Regions from separate parts of the Mus musculus genome. Here region 2 is linked to region 1. The links are chromatin contacts, called in public Hi-C maps. All regions are on one chromosome and are shown on one strand. Each heading gives the region's core, a stretch centred on a gene start, on an enhancer-like site or on the middle of the called end of the contact. The rest is flanking DNA. Distances are from core to core; before and after follow the strand shown. Region 1 overlaps Sumf1 (sulfatase modifying factor 1). Region 2 overlaps Itpr1 (inositol 1,4,5-trisphosphate receptor 1).

Region 1 (5,690 bases), core at 310-2,809:
ACAGTTGTCTTCCTGAGCTCATGCCACACACTGACTCCTGAGTCAAGCAAACAACTACTCTTTTCAATCCAGCACAAATGACAGAAGTACTTTATCTTATCCAGTCATCTAGCCCTAGACTTCCCTTTCCAAATAACTCTGGAGCTCTGAACCCGCCTCAACCCGGATCACCAAACCAGCATCTCAAACCAAAGAAGAGCTGTCTTTGCAGCCTGAGAGATAAACAGGTCATACCAGGTCTGAGCTCTGCCCTTCCAAGAACTAAATGTTCTAATCCAACACCTGAATGATAAGCTTTCATTCTGCCAGATACATAATAACCACCTACTGAGTGACCGTCACTGTACTAGAGACACAGGAGTAAATAACACAATGCAAAGTGGGGCAGGAGGGTGTACACTTTTAATCCCAGCATTTGGAAGGCCGAGCCAGGTGCGTCTCTGAGTTTGAAGCCAGCCTGGCCTACAGAGTGAGTTCCAGACAGGCAGAGCTACACAGAGAGAGCCTATCTCAAAACAAAAACAAACAAATAACCCTCTGGTGCATTCGCCCCACCTTCTGGGATGAACCCTAGTAAGGTAAACATTTATGAAATGCCTACAGGAGCCCGCATGACAACAAAGACAAGCAGCACAGAAGATACAAGAAGCCAGAGAACTCCTACCACACAAGGAGCCCTGGAACAAGCGAGAAGGATGGTGTCCACGGACCTCCCAGAGGAAGCTCGCTAATACCTGACCACAGAAATGATGGTGGGTAGTCACAGCAGGTGGTCACAGCAGCCCCTCTACCTGAGCTGCTCCTAAGATCAGTTCCCTCACCAGCAAGGGTCCAATGAATTACTCTTTCACACGCCGACTTTCCAGGACTCTTGTCCCACAAACTCTTGACACTGACCCACCATGGTTCCCTTCCAGCACAGAATCTCAAACCAACCAGAAACCACCTCACCAAAGCAGAGTAACAGGAGGGAGACAGGGCAGGAAGGATCTGAGCAGAGCTACAAAGCTGCTCTAGACACACCTCCTTCTAAAACTCACCAAACGTTCATAGTGAGCAACAGAGATGGCGCCCGTTGTTTTCCCGGTGTTACAACAAAATATGAGCTGCTGGGTAATGTTTAAAGAAAACTAGTTTGGGTTGGGAGTGCAGTTCAGTGTCTACCATATAAAAAGCTCATTCCCTATCATCACAAATGAGGGGAAAAAAAAGAGGATGAGTCCATAGCTAATGATTCCATTCATGGATGTAGTTCTAGAGGCCAGAGGTCAGGTGTCTTCCCCATTCGCTTAATGTCTTTCTTCAGATAGAATTTCTAAGTGGCCTGGAGCTCACCAAGTTAGACAGGCAGGCCAAGCACCAAGAATCCTGCTGCCTGTCTCCCAAGTTCTAAAGTTATAGTCATGAACTACTGAAGCCAGCTTTTTCACATGGGATCTGGGGATCAAATTCACATCTTCATGTTCTCAGACAAGCAGCTTACTGAGTGGGCCGTCTCTCCAGCCCAGGCTTGCCCTTTTATAACAAGGCTTATAAGGTCATCAATCCCGTCGGTAGGCTGTCTCCCCAGTGACCTAATTACCTCCTCATATTGAAAGTGAAAGTGCGTCTCAATAGTCTACTTAAACTCTACCACTTCTCCACATTACCATATTGAAACTAACCTTCTGGTACAACCACATCTAAACATGGGATAATAATGGAGAATAATAGTGTGCCACACACATACACACATGCACACGTGTACACACCCACAACATGCTGTTGCAAAATGAAGTAGTCATAAAATTATAGGCAAAAGTGTTCTCAAAAAATACACATATGTGCCAAAGTCAATAAAGAAGTGGAAATTAAAGGAAAAAATCATTTTATCAATATTACTTTTATTTCAGAAACTCAAGAGACAAAATGAATACAATTTTTAACTTAAGGGAAAAGAAAGACAGGGGTAATTCAAGGAACAAGTAATACACATAGAACGTAGACCTCTGTGATATAGTGTTTGCTTATCATGTATAAGACTCTAGGTTTGACCTCCACCCACAAAAGTTTACAAATTAAAGGCTCCAAGAGGGCAGTAAAGGCACAAAACACACACACACACACACACACAGTAAAAGCAACGAAAAATTTTGGGTGGAGTGTTTTGTGAGTTGATGTCCTTATCCCTTCACTGGAAGCCCTGCCTAGCTACAGAAGGTGGCCACTTAAGGCTCCATGTCCCCCACTACAAGGAGCCTCAGCTAGAGTCACCCTCACAGACTCCCTGGAACTACCCCCATCCCAAGTGTCTAGTACTTCCTAGAGATGGTGCTTCCCCAAGCCGATTTTTATCTAAAGTCCCCAGCCCTGCATTCCACCCCTGCTCTCCCTATATCTCACCCCCACCAGTTCCCCTCCTCTTCCTCTCCCATCCAGTTCCCTTCCTCCCTCCATCCAATGACAATTTATTTCCCATTCTGAGTGAAATTCAAGCATGTTCCCTTGGGCCTTCCTTGTTATTTAGCTTCTTTGAATCTGTGGATTATATCCTAGGTATTCTGTACTTTATGGTTAATATCCACGTATTAGTGAGTACACACCACACATGTCCTTTTGGATCTAGATTACCTCACGCAGGATGATAGTTTCTAGTTCCATCCATTTGTCCACAAACTTCATGATGTCTTTGTTTTAACAGCTGAGTAGTATTCTATTGTGTAAATCAACCACATTTTCTTCTCAATCCCTTCGGGTGAGGGACATCTGGGTTGTTTCAGTTTCTGGCTGTTATAAATAGAGCTGCTATGAACATAGTGGAGTCAGTGTCCTCAGGGTACTGTGGAGCATCTTTTGGGTATTTACCTATGAGGAGTATAGCTGGGTTGTGAGGGAGAACTATTCCCAATTTTCTGAGAAACCACAAAACTGATTTTCAGAGTGGTTGTACAAATTTGCCCTAAAACCTTTGAAACAAAATTTGTCCTGCCTTCAAGAAGTGCAGAGACAAAGATGTTGTAGAGACTGAGGAAATGGCCCTACTTAAAATCCATCCCATGGACAAGAACCAATCCCTGACACGACTAGTGATACTCTGTTATGTTTGCAGACAGGAGCCTAGCATAAATGTCCCCTTAGAAGCTCCACCCAGCAACTGACTGAAACAGATGCAGAGACCCACAGCCCAACATTTGACAAAGCTCAGAAAGTATTATGGAAAAGTTGAGGAAAGGACTGAGGGACCCAGAAGGATACGAACTCTACAAGAAGATCAACAGAGTCAACTAACCTGACCATTGGGGGTTCCCAAAGACTGAACCATCAACCAAACAACATACAAGGGCTGCACCTAGCCACACCCCTACCCCCATTTACACAGGAGGAACACAGCTTGGTCTTCATGTGGGTCCCCCAAGAAGCAAGGGCTGTCTCCGACTCTGTGGCCTATCTATGGATCTTGTCCCCCTAACTCAGCTGTCTTGTCTGGCCTCATTGGGAGAGGATATACCTAGTCTAGCAGTGGCTTGAGGTGTCAGTGTGGGTTGGTAACCAGAGAAGACCTCATCCTTCTCAGAGATGAAGGGATGGGGAGAAGTGTTGTATGAGGGCCACTGAAAAGAGAAGGGGTCTGAGATCAAGATGTAAAGTAAATAAATGAAAAAATTGGTAGAAAGACAACAAAAATGTTCGTAAATTTGAACCACAACACTGAAAATAGAGATTGAAAAAGTGAACCTGTGTCTGAGAATCCTGCCCCCGCCCATAACCAAGACATACACTGCAAACACAACACTTGAGCACTCAGGCAAAAACAATAAGCAACTTTCAAGGAAATAAAAAATTATGACTTTCAACAGGTCCACTTTATTCCAAAAGAAAACCAAATAAAGTACATAGCAGTCAAAAACCAACAAACAAACAAAGAAATGTAAACCAAATATTTCCTCCCCAGCAAACCTGACCTGAAAATTAGAAAGTGAGCTCTGCTGTGCTACGGACAGGCAGAAATGAAGGAGCCATGTTCCTATGGCCACTTCCTGGAAACCCCAACAGAGACTGAGCCTCATCAACAGGAAGACGCAGAATACAAACTTACTTTTAGAACTCACTCTAAGGAGTTAAAAAGCAGACCTCACTCTATGCAGTGGCCTTGGCGAGGAGGAGGAGGAGGATGAAAAGTAGTCTGACTATTTCAGAGCTTGGGGAGAAGAAAGCACACTGAGAATGTGAGTTTTCTTTAACCTTTCTATCTCAGTAATTATCAGAGCTGATGTTGGCACTGACGTCTGTGATCTTGGATGACATCCTGAGTAGCAGCAGGCTGTTCACCTCTGCCTGCCCTAAGAAACGGGATTCTTGGAGTAGAAATAAAGGAAGGGATGGAATAGAGAACAGGCTAAGTTAAAAGTCCAGAAATGGAAGTATCAACTTGAAACTCTGGCGTATCTTCTCTAAGCTCTGCTCACAGAAGAGGCACTGCAGAGGCACTAACATGCCCTGTAGAGAGACCCAGAAACCCTCCTGCCTCAAGATGCAGTTGTGATTTGAACAGAGAGCATTCTTCCAGCCTCGTGGGTCTGAACACGTGGTCCCCAGCTGGGAGTGCTACTTGGGAGGTTATTGAACCTTCACAGGGTGGAGGCTTGCTGGAGGAAGTGCATCAGAGGGCAGACTTGGAGGTTATTAGCCTGGTCCCACTTACTCTCTCTCTGCTCCCTGTGTGCGGATACAGTGTGATAAGCCAGTTTCCTGCTCCTGTCACCATGCCATAGTGGACTCTTCCCTCTGAAACTTTAGGACAAAATAAAGTCTCCCCCAGTCCCCGACTTGCTTTTTGTTTGGACATTCTATCACAGCCATAAAAAAGAAACTATCGCAGAAACCAAGGCTTCTTACAGCAAAAGATAACACTAGTCTGCAGTCAGGACAGATACTACCATCAGAAAAACCAAAGAAGCCACAAAGAACTCCTAGGCTCAGTTAAAAAGGACCTAGAACAAGGGTGACGAGTGACTTACAAATAAGAACAAAGTTCCTTTATGGGCTCATGAAAACAACTTAAAATTAGCCTGTAGGGATGGTTACACAACTCTAAAAATATACCAAACCAACACTGAATTGTACACTTAAAAAGGTGAATTGTACAAACTACATCTCAATGCAACTGTTTAAAGCAGGAGGAGGGAACATAACAGGACCTACAAGAACTTCAAAAGACATCAATCTGTGCTCAAAAATAGCAACGTGTGGCTTTCAAAACAGATCATGGCTCTAAGTGAATGAAATCTGTAGCAGGTTTAAATCCATAAACTCTTAAAGATTTTTTTTTGAAAAAACGGTAGGTTACATATATCTATGGTTGCATCAAAGTTATAGAGAACTAAATCCACATATGCACAAACGAATACACATAAAACCATGACCGCAGATGAAGAGACGGAGGTTGTATCACAGCCATTTCTAGCTGTGAACTGAAAAAGTTAAACTAGATAATTTTACCACAGGAAACTCAGTAAGGACACGCCCTTTCTTACAACTCCCTAGAAAATATTACTATCTTTAAAGATTTTGTTTGGGGTTGTTTTCTGTTTATTTATTTGTTTGTTTAAGGTGGATTTTTATGCAACCAAGGATAGTCTTGAACTTATTATGTAGCCAAAATTAGCACTGATCCAATACTCCTGCCTCAGTTTCCTAATTGCAGAGATCAC
Region 2 (5,748 bases), core at 352-2,851, 160 kb after region 1:
CTTCTTTAGAACCTGGAGAACTTGACTTTGAGGTGAGTTCAGACTGTTATTGATGAGTGAAGATAGTCCTTGGCATGTAGTGGTACTGATGTGGGTAAGGTGTTGTGGAATACAGTTTCTACAAGAGAGAGAGCCTACTTGGTAAAGGCCCAGAAGGGTGATACATGGCACATACTTGAGAATTGTAATGACATGGAGAGGGCCAGAGTGGTGTATTCATGGAGGGGGTACATTTTAAAGAAATGGAACAGGAGAGACAGATGGGCCAAATGAAGGGCTGACACATGTGGCTGAAGTTCTTTCTACAGCGGGTAATAGTAGTTTTCAAAGCATCTGCTCATTTGCACTGACAAACTGTTTAAGATGTCCTTAGACTGGGAGATCCACCCTGATTGCTGGCAGTGACTTAGTGACTCAAGTCTGTGGCAGTTCTGTTCTTTAGTGAGTCTTAGACCAGGATCTTTTTCGGAATATAGGTGCCTGGACTCTCCTGAGCCTACATCAAAGATCATATTTTATCAAGATCTCCAGGCAAGCTGGCTGCATGGTGCAATCTGAGAAGTGCTGTATTTTGAAAACTCAGCCAACCTTTACATTGTGTGTTTCTCAATATGTTGCGGCCTCTTGAATCAGAGTCACCTGGAGAATTTATGAGAAATGAAGGTTCCTAGGCCCATCCATCTACCCTGGTACCATCTACTATATGGTAGGACATGTGGTATAAAATCTTAAGAGTTGCTCCCAATGGCAACCACCATGGAGAGCTGGATGGAAAGCATTCTTCATGATGCAACTTCCCAAATGATGGGCCAACGAACTGCATTGCTTTGAAGGCTGCCCCAGTGACTAACACATCCCTATGGGGTTTTAGACGGGGGAAGTAATTTTAGAAAGTGAATTACATTCATTATGTTGGATGGCATGATGCTTCTGAGACATCATTCTAAAGGTTCTAACATACCCTATGCCCGAGTCTTGTCTTCATCAGTCACCTTCTCCTTTATAGCTGGAGGACATTGGTTTGTAGAAAAAGTGGGGAGGAAAGCTTAATTTTACAATTCTCATGGGAAGTGATTTCATCCCCCGGAGGACATTTGGCCAACTCCTGCAGGAGTGGAGTGCAATTGACAACTATGGTTGAAAGCCCAAGGATGATGCTTGCTTAGCACCTCTTCTAGATTGCTGTATCAAAATGCCTGAGATTGGCTAGCTCAGGAGATAGAAGGTTTATTTGGCTCATGATTCTAGTGTTTGTAAGGGCTTAATATCCTCTGCAGAACTGGCACTTGGAAGGGCAAGAGAGCAGGAGACTGGAGAAGAGCCAGCCTCCCTCTGTAACAGCCTTCCTTGAGTGAACTAATTGAATCTACCAGATTTGATTCACTCCTAAAAGATAACATTCAACTGTTTGGTGAATGGAGACTGGAGCCCTAGATTAGCTCCGTTTCTCACTGCTCTAACAAAATCCCTGACAAAGGAACTTCCAGAAAGAAAGGTTTGTTTTGGCCCATGACTTACGGTTGCAGTCCATCATGTTGCTATAGGCGTGCCATCAGGATAAAAAGACGTCAGAACAGAACCAGGGAGTAGACAGATGCGTGCTGCTCTTAGCTCATTTCCTCTGTTTTGAATCTCAACCTGTAGGATGGTGCCACCCACATCTAGGGTAGGTCTTTTCCCTCCACAATTAAGCATTTCTGGAAACACCCTCATAGGCACATCCAGGGGCGTGTTTCCATGGTGATTCTGAATCCACTTGACAGTAAGGATTAACTATCATAAGCCCCATGACCTCACCACAACCTTTGCACTAGGAGCCAAGATTCTACATTGTGATTCTTTGGGAGATAACCATCTCTAAAGCCTGGCAGCGTCCTTTAGTACAAAGCAGTCCTCACCTCTAAGGGATTATTAATGGTGCCCAAAATACATATAGCATTGAGCAACTCTGTTCTTCAAAGCACACCATTTGTATGTTAGAATCATTTGTAGCATCTTCTTGAGACTTTGTGATTAGGCCCCAACATCTGAGGCAGGACTGTACTAAACCTTTGTGGTAGGAGAATTTTGACAGTCATTCTTCTTGGCAGATATTTTGAATTTTTGAAAAGTGCTTTAGTAGTGGGCTGTGTTTGCTAGGCTAAAAATAATGTGTAAGCACATGAAGCATAGGTCATGAAAGAAAGTAAGAAAACAGTTTTCATCTTCAGGGCAGACACTGGATGTCTGTAAAGTGAGCCCCAATGTAATAGTTTCTGTTTAGCTAGGCATAGAGTTAGGGTTAGGTTCACTGAGGGTAGGTATAAATACGTGCAAATATCAAATGTGGTACTGTGCAAACTGCATATCTACATGTAGGAAAATGAAACTAGGTCCCTGTCTCTCACCCTTCAGTTCAAAATGAACCAACAACCTTAATATAACATCAGAAACTCTAAAACCGTCAGAGGGGAACACTTGAAGTTATAAGTAGAGGCAAGACATTTCTCGAAGTGACTCCAGTAGTTCGGGAGATTATCCCAAGTATTGACAAATGGGATTGCATGGAATTAGACAGCTTTGGCACAGTAGAAGAAGTGATAGAGTCAAGAGACGAGCGTACAGGCTGCGAGAAAATCTTTGCGAGCTATGCACGTGACACGTACAGTTGGAGATCAATACCTAGAATATATAACAAAGTAAAAAGTTTAAGTCCTTGAAAAATCATCATTCAGTCAATAAATGGGCAAATGAATTGAACAGGCATCGAAGGAAGACATGAAGAGTTAACAGCTGTACATCAAAAAGTTCAACCTTCATAGCCAGAAGGGAAAACTACATTTAAACTAGATTTGGATTCCACCTCACCCTGGTCAGAATGTCGATCAAGAAAGCAAATGACAAATGTTGGTGAGGATGTGGGGGAAAGGAGCCCTTATTTACAACTGGTGGGAATGTAACTTCTGCAGCAATCGCTATGGAAATCAGTCTAGAGGTTCCTTCAAGAGCTAAAAATAGGACTACCCGGTGATTCAGCTCTTCCACTCCTGGGTGCATACCTAAAGGGATCTAAGCCAGCACGCCACCAAGATGCTTGGGGACATGGATTGTGATGTGCTGGTTACAGTGGATCAGATACGGAACCAGCATAGAGGCTCAACCCTAGATGAACAGATAGAGAAAGAGCGGTGCACATACTAGTGAGAGTGCAGTACGTCGCAGGAAAAGGGGTGGGTCTATCTGCAGGTTGGTGCGATAAGCAAAATCATGTTTTCTTTATGTGTAGGATCCGTATTTCAATCTATCTGTCCACGTGACACGAAATTAGGAAGGGGTTGCTTGGGAGAAGAAAACAGTGAGATGGGAAGAAAGAATGACGAAATAGATAATGAACAAAGTCCAGTGATCTGTTTGTCTTTAAATATCTCAGTGAGGCTGATGAGTTTGAGTGCTGATTAAAAATGATCTTTTCTGAATGGTGAGGGCATGGCCCCACACCCACCTGACAGGAGCTGTCTCGGAGTGCTGGGTGGAGCACAGTCCTGGGGTGGTCCAGGTTAGGTTCTCATCGTCTCTCTAAGTAGCAAGCAGGAAAGAAAGGGATAGCAAAGTATACATGGGCAGGCATCCTTGTTCTCTTCCTGTGGAGAACTGAGGCAAAGCCGTCTGCGGCAGCTCTGCTCGGCTGTTGGTTCCTTTTCTATTTCCAGTCCGTACCCACTGCACAGATGAGGAAATCATCTGTGGGGCTACGGGCCTGGCTCCCGAGCAACTGACTCCTCTGGCTTCTTTCTTTGTGTACACAGTGATCTTCCTTCCCTGCCAGCGGCCTGTACCTGCCAAGCTCCGCCGAGGGCTTCGCTAGATGGCTTTCGCATCTCGGCTTGCTTTTGTGTCCCCGTGTCCCCGTGATGCAGACACTCTTCAGGCTTCCCATGGTGCCTGCAACCAGGTTTTACTGACTTTAAGTGAAAGGCACATCACATCGTGGGGCAGAAACAGCCTACTTTCCTTTTGTGTAGTGAAAAAAAAGTGTACTTTTCCAGGAGACTCTGGGAAGGACCAGCCTGGTAACTTATGTAACTCCTTTCATGCCAGGCTGCCTTAAGCCTTCCAAAGCCCTTTGGTGGCTATAAGCTGGCGTGGCTAAGGCTGCAGGTTTTGAAACACCAGGCCTGGTGCAGTGAGATCTCTTTGCTTTTGACTCTGAGAGGTGAAATGAGTTCAATATAGCAAGAGTTTTCACCCCAAAGCCTACAGTGTTGTTTGTGTCACAAATGTGACTTTTCTCGCTCTACCCCCGACTCTCCATGTGTCCATGTGTTAGATTCTTTTTATTGGATAGATCCATCCAGCATTCCTTTTTTTCCCCCCACAACCTTCTCTCATTCCCTTTATGTTGAATTACAGCTTCAAAACAAAACAAACAAACAAGCCAAAACCTCCTTGAACCAAGTGAATTCTTTGGGTTTGGTTAAAAAGTGTAAGCTTGAAAATAAATTTCAAAGGTGGTTTTTAAGACTTTCTATTGAACAAAGAGTAAAACCTGGAGACTGGAGAACGGTCGGACGTGCAGCGCCGACCTTCAGCAGTGACGAGCCAGCACCTTGCTTCATGGACTTGATTAACGTGATGTCATTTCCAGACATTGTGTTATTTGGTTTGAGAGGACATTTTCAAGTTGCTTCCAATTCCAGCTGTTGGGGTAGAATCGGCAACCCAGGAAAGCCGTCCTGTGCTCTGTTGCAGGCCCCCTGGGCCAAAAGGGATCAGGCCTGAAAAACTGCATTGCCTGAGTGAGTCTGTGTTGGTGACACAGAAGACTGAAGCCATAGGGGAAGTTGGTGATGTCATCTCTCTCGCTTTCCCCTCCCCTTCCCACTCCCAACCCTGAACCCTGACCAAACAAAGCATATTTTTCTAGTGATAGAAATCAGACACTTTTGACCTTTTTCTTGAAGGGAAATTTTGTTTTTCTTCTTCCTTTTCCTTATCAGCAAGATCTTCCTTTTCATGGAACCATAAAAAGAAATTCATTGTTTGAGGTCTTTTTAAATACATGTATGTATATATACGTCCATCTATGTACACATATATATGTACAGACGTTAAATGTATCACTGATTAAATTTTACCTACTCATTTCATTCCCATGCTTGAATATACCGAAAATTACTCTTTCCCTAAAACGCATCTGATCTCTCCAAGCACCAGCATCCCACTCCCCAACAGAGGTGACCACTGTTTTGATATTGTCAGGAATTTCATATAAATGGGGCCACTCTGTGTCAACAGACTCATTTTGTTATCACTGCCTTGTGACCTTTCACTCAAAGTAAAATAATATTTGTGAAACCTGTCCCTGCTGTTTTCGTGTGACACTGGCTTGCTTTTTAGGGCAGCATGGCCTCCCCGCATCTCGGTGTTGCGTGACTGTGCCGTTTGCCTGCCCACTGTTTCACAGCAATGGTATTTAATTGACTCATCACTGTGTTAGGATGTGTTCAGAGGCCTTCAAGTGAAGTAGCTGATTTCATTTTGAAAGTTAACTTGTGATCTAGCTCTTGTGGCTATTCCCTGTGGAGATAAGAAACTTAAATATGTAGATAATTTCCCCCAAATTATTCAAAATGTAAGCGATGGAGCAGACTATACTCCTGAACGTTGGAGGATGCACACAGATCTTCACTTCCTCTTAATTACAGGGCATTGAATGGAAGCTCTTATATGAATAGAGAGGGCTTTGCAATCTCCAAGGGATGATTGAAG

Evidence for each region. Hi-C and Micro-C count contacts between places; a contact is called where the count stands out from the background.
Region 2: a Hi-C map of CD4 T cells shows a contact between it and region 1, with 1.8 times the contacts expected there. The contact joins two enhancer-like sites. A contact is called at or near these places in 3 of 484 Hi-C or Micro-C datasets (CD4 T cells, bone marrow-derived macrophages and regulatory T cells), 3 of 115 datasets of contacts at active chromatin or transcription factors (bone marrow-derived dendritic cells, effector CD8 T cells and embryonic stem cells) and 2 of 9 other capture datasets (adipose tissue and liver).

What each region holds. Positions count from the first base shown.
Region 1 is chr6:108,163,527-108,169,216 of GRCm38.p6, forward strand. All of the region lies in intron 3 of Sumf1 (sulfatase modifying factor 1), which reads right to left. Among named protein-coding and RNA genes, the nearest start is that of Sumf1, 19 kb to the right of the region's middle. Within about 2 kb of position 1,560, at least 43 of the 459 cell types and tissues checked have an H3K27ac peak or open chromatin away from gene starts, as enhancers often do. A contact at or near this core is called in regulatory T cells, where this site is marked.
Region 2 is chr6:108,323,005-108,328,752 of GRCm38.p6, forward strand. All of the region lies in intron 4 of Itpr1 (inositol 1,4,5-trisphosphate receptor 1), which reads left to right. Among named protein-coding and RNA genes, the nearest start is that of Itpr1, 110 kb to the left of the region's middle. Within about 2 kb of position 1,602, at least 17 of the 459 cell types and tissues checked have an H3K27ac peak or open chromatin away from gene starts, as enhancers often do. A contact at or near this core is called in regulatory T cells, where this site is marked.